Regions from separate parts of the Sus scrofa genome. Here region 2 is linked to region 1. A link is a contact called in public HiChIP or PLAC-seq data. All regions are on one chromosome and are shown on one strand. Each heading gives the region's core, a stretch centred on a gene start, on an enhancer-like site or on the middle of the called end of the contact. The rest is flanking DNA. Distances are from core to core; before and after follow the strand shown.

The links. HiChIP or PLAC-seq counts read pairs in DNA pulled down with a chosen protein or histone mark.
Region 2: a contact with region 1 is called in an H3K27ac HiChIP or PLAC-seq map of alveolar macrophages. The contact joins two enhancer-like sites. A contact is called at or near these places in 1 of 47 Hi-C or Micro-C datasets (embryonic fibroblasts) and 2 of 2 datasets of contacts at active chromatin or transcription factors (alveolar macrophages and skeletal muscle).

Annotation. Positions count from the first base shown.
Region 1 is chr3:77,127,724-77,133,973 of Sscrofa11.1, reverse strand. No RefSeq gene overlaps it. Among named protein-coding and RNA genes, the nearest start is that of SERTAD2, 62 kb to the left of the region's middle. Within about 2 kb of position 2,198, at least 1 of the 83 cell types and tissues checked has an H3K27ac peak or open chromatin away from gene starts, as enhancers often do. A contact at or near this core is called in alveolar macrophages, where this site is marked.
Region 2 is chr3:77,308,021-77,314,270 of Sscrofa11.1, reverse strand. It overlaps SERTAD2 (SERTA domain-containing protein 2), which reads right to left. Exons shown (of 2, transcript XM_005662514.3): 2 at 1-2,134. The coding sequence starts at 2,130. The coding sequence ends at 1,192. Among named protein-coding and RNA genes, the nearest start is that of AFTPH, 110 kb to the left of the region's middle. Within about 2 kb of position 2,275, at least 9 of the 83 cell types and tissues checked have an H3K27ac peak or open chromatin away from gene starts, as enhancers often do. A contact at or near this core is called in alveolar macrophages, where this site is marked.

The sequences.
Region 1 (6,250 bases), core at 949-3,448:
ACTTTGGGCAACACATGTGCCCAAGTAGAAGATGGCACCAAACCTAAGGCAGCACTAAACTTTCCAACAGGGCAAACTCTCGTAATGTTTTGGTCAACCTAAGCGCATAAAACTTTTAGTGAGATAGATAAAATTGTGATGTGCTTTTTCAATCTATGAATTTAGTTATACATACATGTTTAATACTATTTATACAATATAAAAAGTTAATTTATAAATAATGGCTTTTTTCCCCCCACTCTCATATTTCATTAAAAAAGCCTAAACTCTTCACGCACCTCTTGGTCATCAGAGTGGTTATCACTATGACTAGACTCATTTATTAGGCATTCTCCCTTCCATCTGGATTGTTGGAGCTTCTCTTGAAACTTTTATGGGATGCTTTCCCTGGAAATTTTATCCCAAACCGCAAAGTGCCCATTTGAATAGCATTAGTCAGTTCATGCTTTCACTGGTCTCTCCAACATAACTACTCACTGTTCTGCTTTTTAAAGTGATCATAAAAGGCTTGTTTATAGCAACTTCCAGCATTGCAAATGTGAAGTCACATCCTCAGGAATAACTAACAAATCTGTGTTACATTTTCTCACCTACTTTTGTACTGAGTTAGTGATCTCCCAAAGCTTCCAAAGCTAAGAATTTAGAAAGCATTGTGTAACATGAGAGGCATTGCAAGGACCCTGTAATATTGTGATTTATGTTAAGAAATATATATTTGGTCTTTGTTCCCATTTCTGGCTCAGAGCTCCTGAAACCCTTGGAATTTCACAAGTGATAATAGCTGTAAAGGTGAAATGGGTATCTTTTGTTATTCCTATAATAAGCCCCTTTCAGACACACTTGAGTTATGTTAATGAGCTGATTTTTGGAAAGCCCCAAAATAACCTAAGGATGGGGGTTAGTTGCTAGGGGAGCCAACCTTGGGATTAGGAGATGAAATTTTCACTCCCACCAGTTTGACCTCTGAGGAAGGGAGAGGAGCTGAAGGTTATAGTCATTGATCAAATATGCATATGTAATGAAGCCATGAGTGGCACACCCCCAGAGAGGGCATGGAGCCTCTGGTGCCCCTTCCCATGTAACTGGCCCTATGCATCTTTCCATTTGTCTGTTCCTGAGTTATATCCCTTTTATAATAAATGGGTGATCTAGTAAGTATTTTCCTGAGTTCCTTGAGTCGCTCTAGCAAAATAATGGAAGCCAAGGAAGGGGTCTTGGAAACCTCTGATTTGTATTTTTTTTTTCCTGTTGTTTTTTTTTTTTTTTTTTTTGTCTTTTTGCTATTTCTTTGGGCCGCTCCCGTGGCATATGGAGGTTCCCAGGCTAGGGGTTGAATCGGAGCTGTAGCTTCCAGCCTATGCCAGAGCCACAGCAACGCAGGATCCGAGCCGCATCTGCAACCTACACCACAGCTCACGGCAACGCCGGATCGTTAACCCACTGAGCAAGGGCAGGGATCGAACCCGCAGCCTCATGGTTCTTAGTCAGATTCGTTAACCACTGCGCCACGACGGGAACTCCGAAACCTCTGATTTATAAACAGTTGGTCAGAAGCACAGGTGACTACCTAGATTTGCCATTGGCATCTGAACTGGGGGCAGTCTTGAGGTTGAGCTCTTAACCTGTGAGATCTGTTCCCCAGTAATGTCAGAATTGAGTTGAATTTTAGGCACCCAGCTGGTGTCACAGAATTGCTTGATGTGTCAAAAACCCTCACATCTGGTAACCAGAAGTACCAGAAGTATTAAGTGTTGGTAGGAAAGGAGGCACATAAGAGTGCATTTTTCATTTTCAGATCCCAAAATAAAATATTCTCCTCTTTGGGGGGTGGGGGCAATAATTTTAGGGGGGAAAAACCTTGCCTCATTGGTGAACATATATAGTGGTTAACATCTTTAGACTTTATATGGCCAAGTATAAAATGTAGGTAATAACTGTTACAATGAACTGTGGGCTCCTGGAGGGCAAGAATTTTTACTCCTACATCTAATTTATTCATCTTTGTCCTCTGTGCCCAGCACAGTGACTGGCTCATAACAAGTACTCAAGTATGTATTTCTTGGACAAGTGAATGAATCTAAAATTATTACTTTGTTTACAAGGCATGCATCCATTTCTATCTCCAAGTCTGTCTTGACCTTAGACTCTTCTCACAGGTCATGGTGTGGGAAGTGGCTCCAGTTAAGTGATTATGTAAGCTAATGTGTCACACCCAGGACTACAGGCCAGTTCTTGGAGCAGTGTTCCACATACAGGGATTAAAAAACCCACCTAAGTTCAAATGCATTATAATAGACAAGATCCTGATTTGGAAAGCTGCTACCTCCACTCCCGCTGGGCACAGTTTTGTAACTTGCCACATATATCTATGAAGCCCCAGTGGAGGCAGAGCAGAGTGTTCATACTGGGAGGCCAGTCTGGGCCTGCAGTGGGAGTGGGGAACCCTGGACACATTACTGAGAATAAAAGACTAGCAGCCAGAAATGAGTTTGAGTCGAAAGACCAAAAAAATATAGAAGCTGGGTGGCCCTTCCAGGGACAGGTCAGAACCTCTGTAGAAAGAAATCATGAGGGAGTTCCTGTTGTGGGTCAGTGGGTTAAGAATCCATGGAGTTCCCATCGTGGCGCAGTGGTTAACGAATCCGACTAGGAACCATGAGGTTGCGGGTTCGGTCCCTGCCCTTGCTCAGTGGGTTGACGATCCGGCGTTGCCGTGAGCTGTGGTGTAGGTCTCAGACGCAGCTCGGATCCTGCGTTGCTGTGGCTCTGGCGTAGGCCGGTGGCTACAGCTCCGATTCAACCCCTAGCCTGGGAATCTCCATATGCCGCGGGAGCGGCCCAAGAAATAGCAACAACAACAACAACAACAAAGACAAAAGACAAAAAAAAAAAAAAAAAAAAGAATCCAAGTAGTATCCCTGAGGATGTGGGTTCGATCCCTGGCCTTGCTCAGTGGGGTAAGTAAGGATCCAGCATTGCTGCAAGCTGCGGTGTAGGTCACAGACATGGCTCAAATCCTACGTTGTTGTGTCTGTGGCACAGGCCGGCAGCTACAGCTCCAATATGACCCTTGGCCCTGGGAACTTCTGTATGGCTCAAGTGTGGCCATAAAAAGAAAAGCAAAGAAATTAAAATAATGAAAGAAATCATGAGAAAACTTTCATTACCAGACAGGACATGGTCAGAAAACCAAAACTGATTTATATTTCCTTAAATGAGTATCACTCCACCACGTATTTTTTCAAGGACACTTTACCACAAGTCCTTATGTGCCTGTGAGTGTATGTGTGAGAAGCCTGTACCTAGTGGGGTACAAGATGTGCCAGTTTCCTGCCCTTAAGTAGCTGAAGAAACGGGATCAATAGGGAAGGAGAAAATGAAATTGGCTGAGTACCAGGCAAAATGGGTGCTCTGGCCCTGCTTCCAAACAGCTTAGATTGGAATTACAGCTTTCTTGTTGACCAGCTGACTAGCTTTAGCCAAGTTTGTAACATCTCTGTTCTGTTTCCTACTTTCAAATGTGGGTAATACAGTACCCACCTTGTGGGGTTGGGGTGCAGACTGCATGAGTGGATGTGTATTGTATTGGGTTAAAGTACCACAACAGCTTTGTTATTTCTCCCATCAATTTTTTTTTTTTTTAGGGCCACACCTGCGGCATATGGAGGTTCCCAGGCTAGGGGTCCAATTGGAGCTATAGCTGCTGGCCTATACCATAGCCACAGCAACGCCAGATCCAAGCCGCGTCTGCGACCTACACCACAGTTCACGGCAACGCTGGATCCTTAACCCACTGAGCAAGGCCAGGGATTGAACCTGAAACCTCATGGTTCCTAGTCGGATTCGTTTCTGCCGTGCCATGGCAGAAACTCCTCCCATGAAATTGTGGAGTCTGCTTCTCTCCCCTTGAGCCTCGGCTGTCCCTGTCACTGGTTTGGACCACATGATCAGCAGAATAATGACCCCACAAAAGAGTGAGAGGTTGGAGTTCCCATTGTGGCTCAGCAGAAGTGAATCCAACTAATATCCATGAGGACGTGGATTCAATCCCTGGTCTTGCTCAGTAGGTTGGGGACCTGGTGTTGCTGTGAGCTGTGGTGTAGGTTGCAGACACATCTCGTATCCTGCATGGCTGTGGCTGTGGTGTAGGCTGTCAGCTGTAGCTCAGATTTTGACCCCTAGCCCGGGAACTTCCATATGCTGCAGGTTTGGCCCTAAAAAGCCAAAAGAAAAAGAGTGAGAGGTTGAGTGGCAGTTTCATGATGGGACAGAACCTCCACAGAGAGAAAGCATGAGAAAAAATAATAACCAGACAGGACAAGGTCAGAAAATAAATATTAAATTTTTATTTCCTTAAGTTTCCGTCATGGCTCAGTGGTTAACAAATCCAACTAGGAGCCATGAGGTTGGGGGTTTGATCTCTGGCCTCACTCAGTGGGTTGGGGATCCGGCCTTGCCATTAGCTGTGGTGTAGGTTGCAGCCGCGGCTCGGATCCCGCGTTGCTGTGGCTCTGGCATAGGCCAGTGGCTATACCTCCAATTGGACCCCTAGCCTGGGAACTCCATATGCTGGGGGTGCGGCCCTAGAAAAGACAAAAAAAAAAAAAAACAAAAAAAAACATATATATATATATATATATATATATATATATATATATATATATAATTTCCTTAAATGGATATCACTCCACCAGATTTGGTGTCTGGTGGCATCCCTCTTCCTTGTTCATAGATGGCTGTCTTTTCCCAATGTCCTTACATGGCAGAAGGGGAGAGGAAGCTCTCTGGGTCTCTTGGGCCCCATTTATATGGGCAGTAATCCCATTTATGAGGGCTTCACCCCCATGACCTAATCACTTCCAGAAGGCTTACCTCCAAATACCTTCGCATGAGGAATTAAGTTTGCATTATGAATTTGGGGGACACACAGTGTAGCAGCAGGTATTATCATATCTGTGATAGTTAGAATTATCATTGCACAACTATTCCTCCTTTCCCCCTCCTACTATGACCAGAGTAGACTTGGCCTAGTAACTTGATTTGGCCTGTGGGATGTTAGCAGTGATGTTACCAAACCAAACTTGGCTCCACTCATCCGTGGAGAGTAAAGCCAATCTACTGACACTGTGTTGTGGTAAAGGACAGTGCAGCATTTTTTGCAGGGCACCAAGCAAGGAGGCCAGGGCAGCTAATGCTCAAAACACCTGAACTCCCCAATGTTTCAGCAAAGCATTTTTCTTTCTTTTCTTTTCTTTTTTTCCCTATCTTTTTAGAGCCACACCTGTAGCATATGGAGGTTCCCAGGCTAGGGGTTGAATCTGAGCTGCAGCTGAGGGCTACACCACAGCCACAGCAATGCTGGATCCTTAACCCACTGATCAAACCCACATCCTCGCGGAGACTATGTCATGTTCCTAACCCACTGAGCCATAATAGAAACTCCAGCAAAGCATTTTTAAAGGCCAGGTGAGGGAGGGGAGCTACAGGGTATGTGATCAGCTTGTGCACAATTCTCTGATGGGTTGATAGTGAGGTAACAGGGTGGTATCACATAATCAAGGCTCAGGCTCCAGTAGATCTGGGGGCTCCGTGCTCATGGTCATCAGGTAGTTAATTTCTTCAATTTGGAGGGGATTTTAGCATCTGCAAAACAACTCAGGAAATGTGCATCAGATTCTATTATCTAAGTATTTCAGAGAGGAGCTAGAGCAGAGGATATGGTGAGGAGTCCATCCTGGGAAGGCCCCATAGGGTCCTGTTCTGTTACATTGACACAAACAGAAGCTGTAAATGTCAGCTTGGGCTTCTGCCATCACAAGATGCTGAGGAGGCCTCCAGGTCTCAGAGCAAGGAACAGGTGGAGCAGAGCCACCCAACCACCCCTCAGACCTTCAAGTGTGGGAACACATGATCATGTTTTATGCTGCTGAGTGGTGGTGGGGGTGGTTTTAATGCAGCAATAGCGGATTGATTCACAGTGTTTAGGTGAGAAAATTGAGGCTCAGAGAGCCTTGTTTAAAAACAAGAAAAGCTTGTGGAAATGTTCAGAGTAAGGGAAGCTTTTTATTTAAAAAGTCAAATGAGAGTCCCTTTCCTAGGGCTGTCATAACAAATTACCACAAATTGTATGGCTTACAACACTGGAAACGTATCATCTCATTATCTCACAGTTCTGGAGGCTAGTAGATGGCAACCAAGGTGTCAAGACCAGCAGTGTTCCTCCTGAAGGCTCTAGTGGGGAGTCCTTACT
Region 2 (6,250 bases), core at 1,026-3,525, 180 kb before region 1:
TGGGCGTGGGGGCGGGGAAGGGTTTCCTCCTGACGAGTCCTAAGCTTTGCAACCGGGTGTTAGTTCCATGAAGAGGTCGGTTGCTTTTTGCAAATTCATGTGTAAATTTCAGGTCATCACAAAAATTATGCCCAAAAGGAAAGAGCTGGGGTTTTGTTTGTTTAAAAAAATAAAAACAAGTAAAAGCACAGACTTGGCATAAATACAGTGAGTACGTGGTAGCCGTCCCCTCCGGAGAGAGGGCTAAAGAGAACCATCACTTAAACCCCGAGCTCCATGGCCACCTCCCGCCAACTGCTTAATGCAAGTTTGATGAGAGTGGCTCTGGCTTTGGAAGTCACAGTGCTGGCGGGTGTTCATGCCAGGGGGTCGGTGCTTGTGAAATCTGGGTGTGATATCGCCTGGCCCTTCTTAAAGCGGTGTGTGTGGGGGCGTGTGTGTGGGGGGGTGTTTGCATTTGGGGACATCAACTGCGGATTGATTTGATCCAATTTTCTCTTTGCACCAAACACATATAAAACATTACAACTCTATAAAAGTACAAGTGCAACTTGTACATCTGAAGTTTGCAGGAACTATGTGAGCAAATCCTATCAAAATAGCTATCTCATATGTATAAACAGCATTTGTTTTTAGAAAAACAATATCATAAACTGCGGAATCTGTACAAAAATATAAAATAAATTTGGGCAGCAGTTTCTAAACAGCCATGTAAATGCAACACTTACGAGGAGTAGTTAATGCCTCTAAAAAGGCTGAATTGCCAAGTCAACCTATACAGGGCGAAAATGCCAGAAAAGGTACTGAGATTATCTAAATAATATATATATATTTTCTTTTTTTACCTCTTGCAATAAAACTTATAGAAAAAATAGACAAATATGCACATGCAATTTACAACTTTTCCAACTTATTCCTTGTGCTTCACTTGAACTGTTTATTTTTGTCATTCAATATAGCGACATTGTCTTCAAATGTATTCTTTCCTATTCCCGGGTAGTAGGTCTCCGAGGAACCACTCAAAAGAGCATATTAAAAAGTGGTCATACGTGGATGAAGGCACTCCAACTCTGCTCAAAGCAAAAACTAGTGTGATCCTTTTGTAGAATGTTTCTTTTCTTGGAAAAAGGCAAGCAAGGGTGCATGCACAGTGCGGAGAGCTGTCGGGGTGCAGGGGCGCGGCCGCGGGGCTCAGGACCCGACCAGCACCTCCATGATATGGTCCAGCTCTGTGAGGTCCATCTTGAAAGGCTGGCTCGGGGTGACTGGCTGGCTGCTGTAGGGTGCCAGCGTCTTGAGGAGGTCGTCCGCCGACACCGGGGCCATTTTCGAGGATGTCCCCGATGCGGACGTGCAGGGGTCAAAGTCGTACATGGATGTGTCGATGTCGGCAAACAGGATGTCGTCCAGGGTCAAGTCCGTCAGGAACCCCGTGGACGTGGTGATCTCGAAGTTGCCGGGCAGGGAGTCCATCAGTTTGGGGTCGTCGGGCCGGGAGTCCCCCTCGGGTCTCTGAGCGCCGGCCCCACCGGAGCCCCCTTTCGAGCCGTCCGTCGCGGCCTCCGCGGAGGTAGGTGTGGGACAGAGCTCCTCGATCTCGTCCAGGGCGGAGGAGAAGCTGTCCTTTTCCGGCGGGAGGGCAGGAGGCGCGAGTCGGGCGGGGGCCACGGGCGGCGCGGCGGGGGAAGTGCAAAAAGTGTCATCGTAGTCCTCAAGCAGCGAGGCAGGGGTGAGGCAGGCCTCTAGGGGCGCGGGGCCGCCCAGCTCGCAGGGGGGCGCGGGCGGGGCCGCGGGGGCGCTGAAGGCAGGCGGTGCCTCCCGGGAGCCAGCGCCCAAGCCGGCGCCCCTCGGGTCAGGCGGTGAGGAGGCGGGGAACGCGGGCCTCAGGCTGCCTTCCTGCTTCAGCTCCTCCTGGATCCGCCGCAGCATGTTGTTGATGAGCACAGTCTTTTGCAAGCTGGGCTCTGTGAGGGGCCTGTGGTTGTAGAGTTTCATAAGGGAAATGTTGAAGATAGTCTGGCGCTGTAAGGTGTAAGACACCTTGGACGGACCGTCGGAGGGGGACACGATTTTGCCTTCCAGCCCATCTTCATGCTCATCAAACTTCCGTTTTCCTCCTTTCCCCAACATATATCTGCCAAGGAGAGAAGAAAGAGATGGAATCAATCCCACAAAAACTCATTTTCACCATCAACAAGACGCTGATTCAGAGGTCGGGACTTGGACTCGGGTTCCCTGCCCAGGGCTGGTTACAACAGACGAATTCATTGGGAAATCTACCTTTGTGTGCCGGTGGAGCAATTTTTATCACTCGGTAGTCTGTTGAATGTTATTTCTTGAGAAATGTGTACTGCACAGCCAAGTTACTCGTTACCATGGAAACCGTGATTTTGACTTTCTCCGCTGCTGCGCTTGCATTTGCTTGCCTGTGGTTACCATGCAGGTTCAACTTCCCACCCCAGGTTTATTTTTAAAGACCAAGAAAATACTTACAATGCCATGACCTATACACATAAAGGCATCATGGACTACAGCTTTAACACACCCGGCATGATAAAAAGAACCCAGTTGGAGAAAGGGGAACATGTACAATTTTGGTAGAACTGCCTGTACTTTCAAAACGCCTTTTCCTTCCTTGTAATGCATAGAGCCTTTTGGCTGTTTGGTGACATGGCAAAGCACTTGGGCTGTGTTAAATGGCCACAGTGATTGGGCTGCCACTGCTTTTCAGTCTAGAATCCAGGAGAGAAATGTGTATTTCCAGCCCAAGTTTTCCTGTGGCTCAATGTCATTACATACAGTCATGTCTGAGTGCAGCTGGACTAATTTAAAAGAAATTTGCTCTGATTATAAGCATTGCTGTTTGGGTACTCGAGACAGTTCCTAACAAAATACCTACAGTGATTCCAGAGATACATACGGATTTCAAAGAAACAAAGACCTCTTTTTTTTTTTTTTTCTTTAAACCTTTTTGAACACCCAGCAGCACATGGAGTTCCCAGGCCACAGATCAGATCTGAGCCGCAGTTGTGACCAATACTGCAGCTGTGGCAAGGGGCGGGGGGATCCTTTAACCCAATGTGCCAGGCTGGGAATCGAACCTGTGTCCTGATGCTGCAAGAGACCCTGCTGATCCCACGGCACCACAGCAGGAACTCCAACGACTTTCTTTTCTCAACTTTGAGAATTCAGGGATGGGCTGGATTTTAACTCCTGCCCACCTCACCTGACACTCACAGCCTTGGTGGCCTCCTGGGGTCCTCTGGCCTGAGTGAGGACACCCCTAGCTGCCTGTACCTTCTGGAGAGTGGCTGTTCCTCTCTGAACTTCTATTATCTAAACAGAGCAATCACAAGTCCACTGGCTTTTGCCTCAGAGACCTCACTTTCTAACCATTTAGTCAACAAAGCGATCTGTATGTCATTCAGACTGGGAGACAGTTCTAATTAGGCCAGGCCTGTGCTTGCTCCCTCAGCTCCTCTACAACCCTTACCCACAGGCGCGCGTGTTAACACTCTCCTCAAGGACACTCACTCCTTGTGATATTGTCACACACAAGAAAGTGATTTGTGGGAGTTCCCTTTGGGGCTCAGCGGTTAACAAATCCAACTAGGATCCATGAGGTTGCGGGTTCGATCCCTGGCCTCGCTCAGTGGGTTAAGGATCCGGTGTTGCTGTGAGCTGTGGTGTAGGTCGCAGATGAGGCACGGATCCCGAGTTGTTGTGGCTGTGGCGTAAGCTGTCGGCTGTAACTCTGATTCGACTCCTAGCCTGGGAACTACCATATGCCGAGGATGTGGCCCTAGAAAGCAAAAAAAAAGAGAGAGAGAGAGAGAAAGCGCTTTGTAGTTATCTAGTTTCCTTGTAAAGGCGATCCGCCTTTTTCTGAATTGCCTCATTCGATCCTTTAACTCATACCGCATCCATGCTGTCTTGGACACTCTGCCACAAAGTGGGTAGTCCTGCAGGGAAATAAAACCTGGTCTTCGAGGGGCTCAACATCTCCTATGCCTCATTATCATTCAGAATTATGAGTCTCATCCTAAAGGAATAAGGCCGACCATAATAAAACATAGAACCTCCTTCCAAGGCTTTGTGAAAGGCCATACTGTCCCTCCAGGCAGACAGACAGACAGTGGACACGGAGCCTGGCACACAAGTCCGACTTGGGGTGACTGCCTTTGTGCCTCAGTCTCCAGGAGAGAAGATAGAAGACAGCTGCAGCCCACCAAGGTGAGAATCAGCTTGAGACTTCTGTTAACACTCAGAAAGAATGTGGCGTTACTTGTAGGAAACACTTCCCCTCATTTTGTAAACATTAAGAAAATGGCTGTCAGTCACCAGGACCAAAGACCAATCCCATAATTAACTGTTCTCTGAGGCAAGGAAGGTATGATAGTAACAACTCGCTTATCTAACGCTTCACATGACAGAAACATTTCCTATTGTTCAGTGCTAAAAGTCTCATTTGTATATACACTTTGCATACGACACTTCCTATCGAAAGTATCTGCCTGCGTTTAAAACTGAGTGTGAATCAGAGGAGGCGATTTCATTTCACGTTACAAAACACTTTCTACTTTATGCATCAGAAGTCTTACCAGACAACTGTGTTTTGAAACAGATAACTGTATTCACAATTATACAATGTGCATTTGCTTACAATTTAAGCATTTAAATGTCACTTCAAGAAATACTCCATTTTTACCAAAGAGCTCATCAAATGCATTTAATCATCATTTAAAGCTTCAATATAATCTATATAATGTTTATGCTATAATATGAATGTATCCATACATCCAAACATGTGTGAGAGTACATGTGCCCCCCCCCCAAAATAGTGTTTCTCAAAGTGTAGTCCATAGATGGAGCCAATCTGTAAACGGTTACTAGTTCTGGAGTCCCTGCTCTGGCAAAACCTGATTGGTGGTGTCTCTGCAGCACCAGGATACAGGTTTGCACCTTGGCCAGGCACAGTGGGATGAAGGATCCCAGGCAGGTCACAATTTTGACTTGTCTCTGGCCTGGGAACTCCATGTGCCACAAGGGGGCCAAAAAAGAAAGAAAGAAAGAAAGAAACAAACAAACAAACAAAAAAACCAAGCAAACAAAAAACTGTTACCAGTTCATGATGAGGTAAATAGAGACACTGTACTGTTTAGAAGCTTTTTATAACAGATTTACAGAGTAATTGTATCTCTGCAAATCTGACTTTTAAAAATGAGGCTCCTACTTTGTACTGATTTCATTTTTCTAGTCTCGTGTTTTACTGAAGTATCAGTCTCTAAAGAAGGAAAACACAACCAAGACGGTACTTCATCACAGAAAGTTTGAGAAGCACTGTCCCAAAATGTAACCTAAATACACACCTCAAAACAATTTAGTAAGCTCGTTACCACTCTGAACATGTACTGGGTTTTCTGGAGAAGTAACACTTAGGAAAGACGACGTAGACTTTTCCTTTCTTTTAGTCATCCACAGAGAGCTGTCTTTTAAAGACTTGAGGCCAGGAAAAACAACAGGACTTTCTCAATAACTCACATTTCTCTAGAAATAACCCCCAAGCCCACAGAACTCAAATATTTAAAAAGCACACGCTACTAGAGGCACTTAGCAGAATTCCCATAGCTGAGGGAGATCTGTGGATAGTTTTCAGAGACTGCACTGCGAGAAGCACCTAATTTCCAATTAGAATGATTGAGCTGGTCACAGCTGTGTGATAATCCTAATGACTTAGAGAAAGCCTGATAAGACATTTGTAATGCTGTCTAGAAGGGGAAGGAGGGGGCCCCATGTAAGCAAAATCTGTGAGCAGAAACAGGCAGATGAATTGAATCTTGGATGCTTCTCAAATGTGTAAATAAGGACTCATGATAGAGTATGTCTCGAAGCAGGTTTGCCTTCATTTTTCTGTTTCATTTTATGAGGCAAGACCGGCTCTACACACCCAGTAAGATTGCAAAATGCACACAATCCCGATTTGTAATCCAGAATGTAGAATTCTACCTACACTGGTACAGAAAGGAGTGAAATACAACAGAGCAAAATCTAATCCACATTCCCACTTAGCACTTTAACATTTAAAAAGTTTATTTTTTCCTTTCTTTTTACAGCCACACCTGTGCCATATGGAGCTTCCCAGGCTAGGTGTTGAATTGGAGCTACTGCTGCCTGCCTACACCACAGCCACAGCAAGGCAGGATCCTTAACCTGCTGAGCTAGGCCAGGGATTGAACCCACATCCTTATGG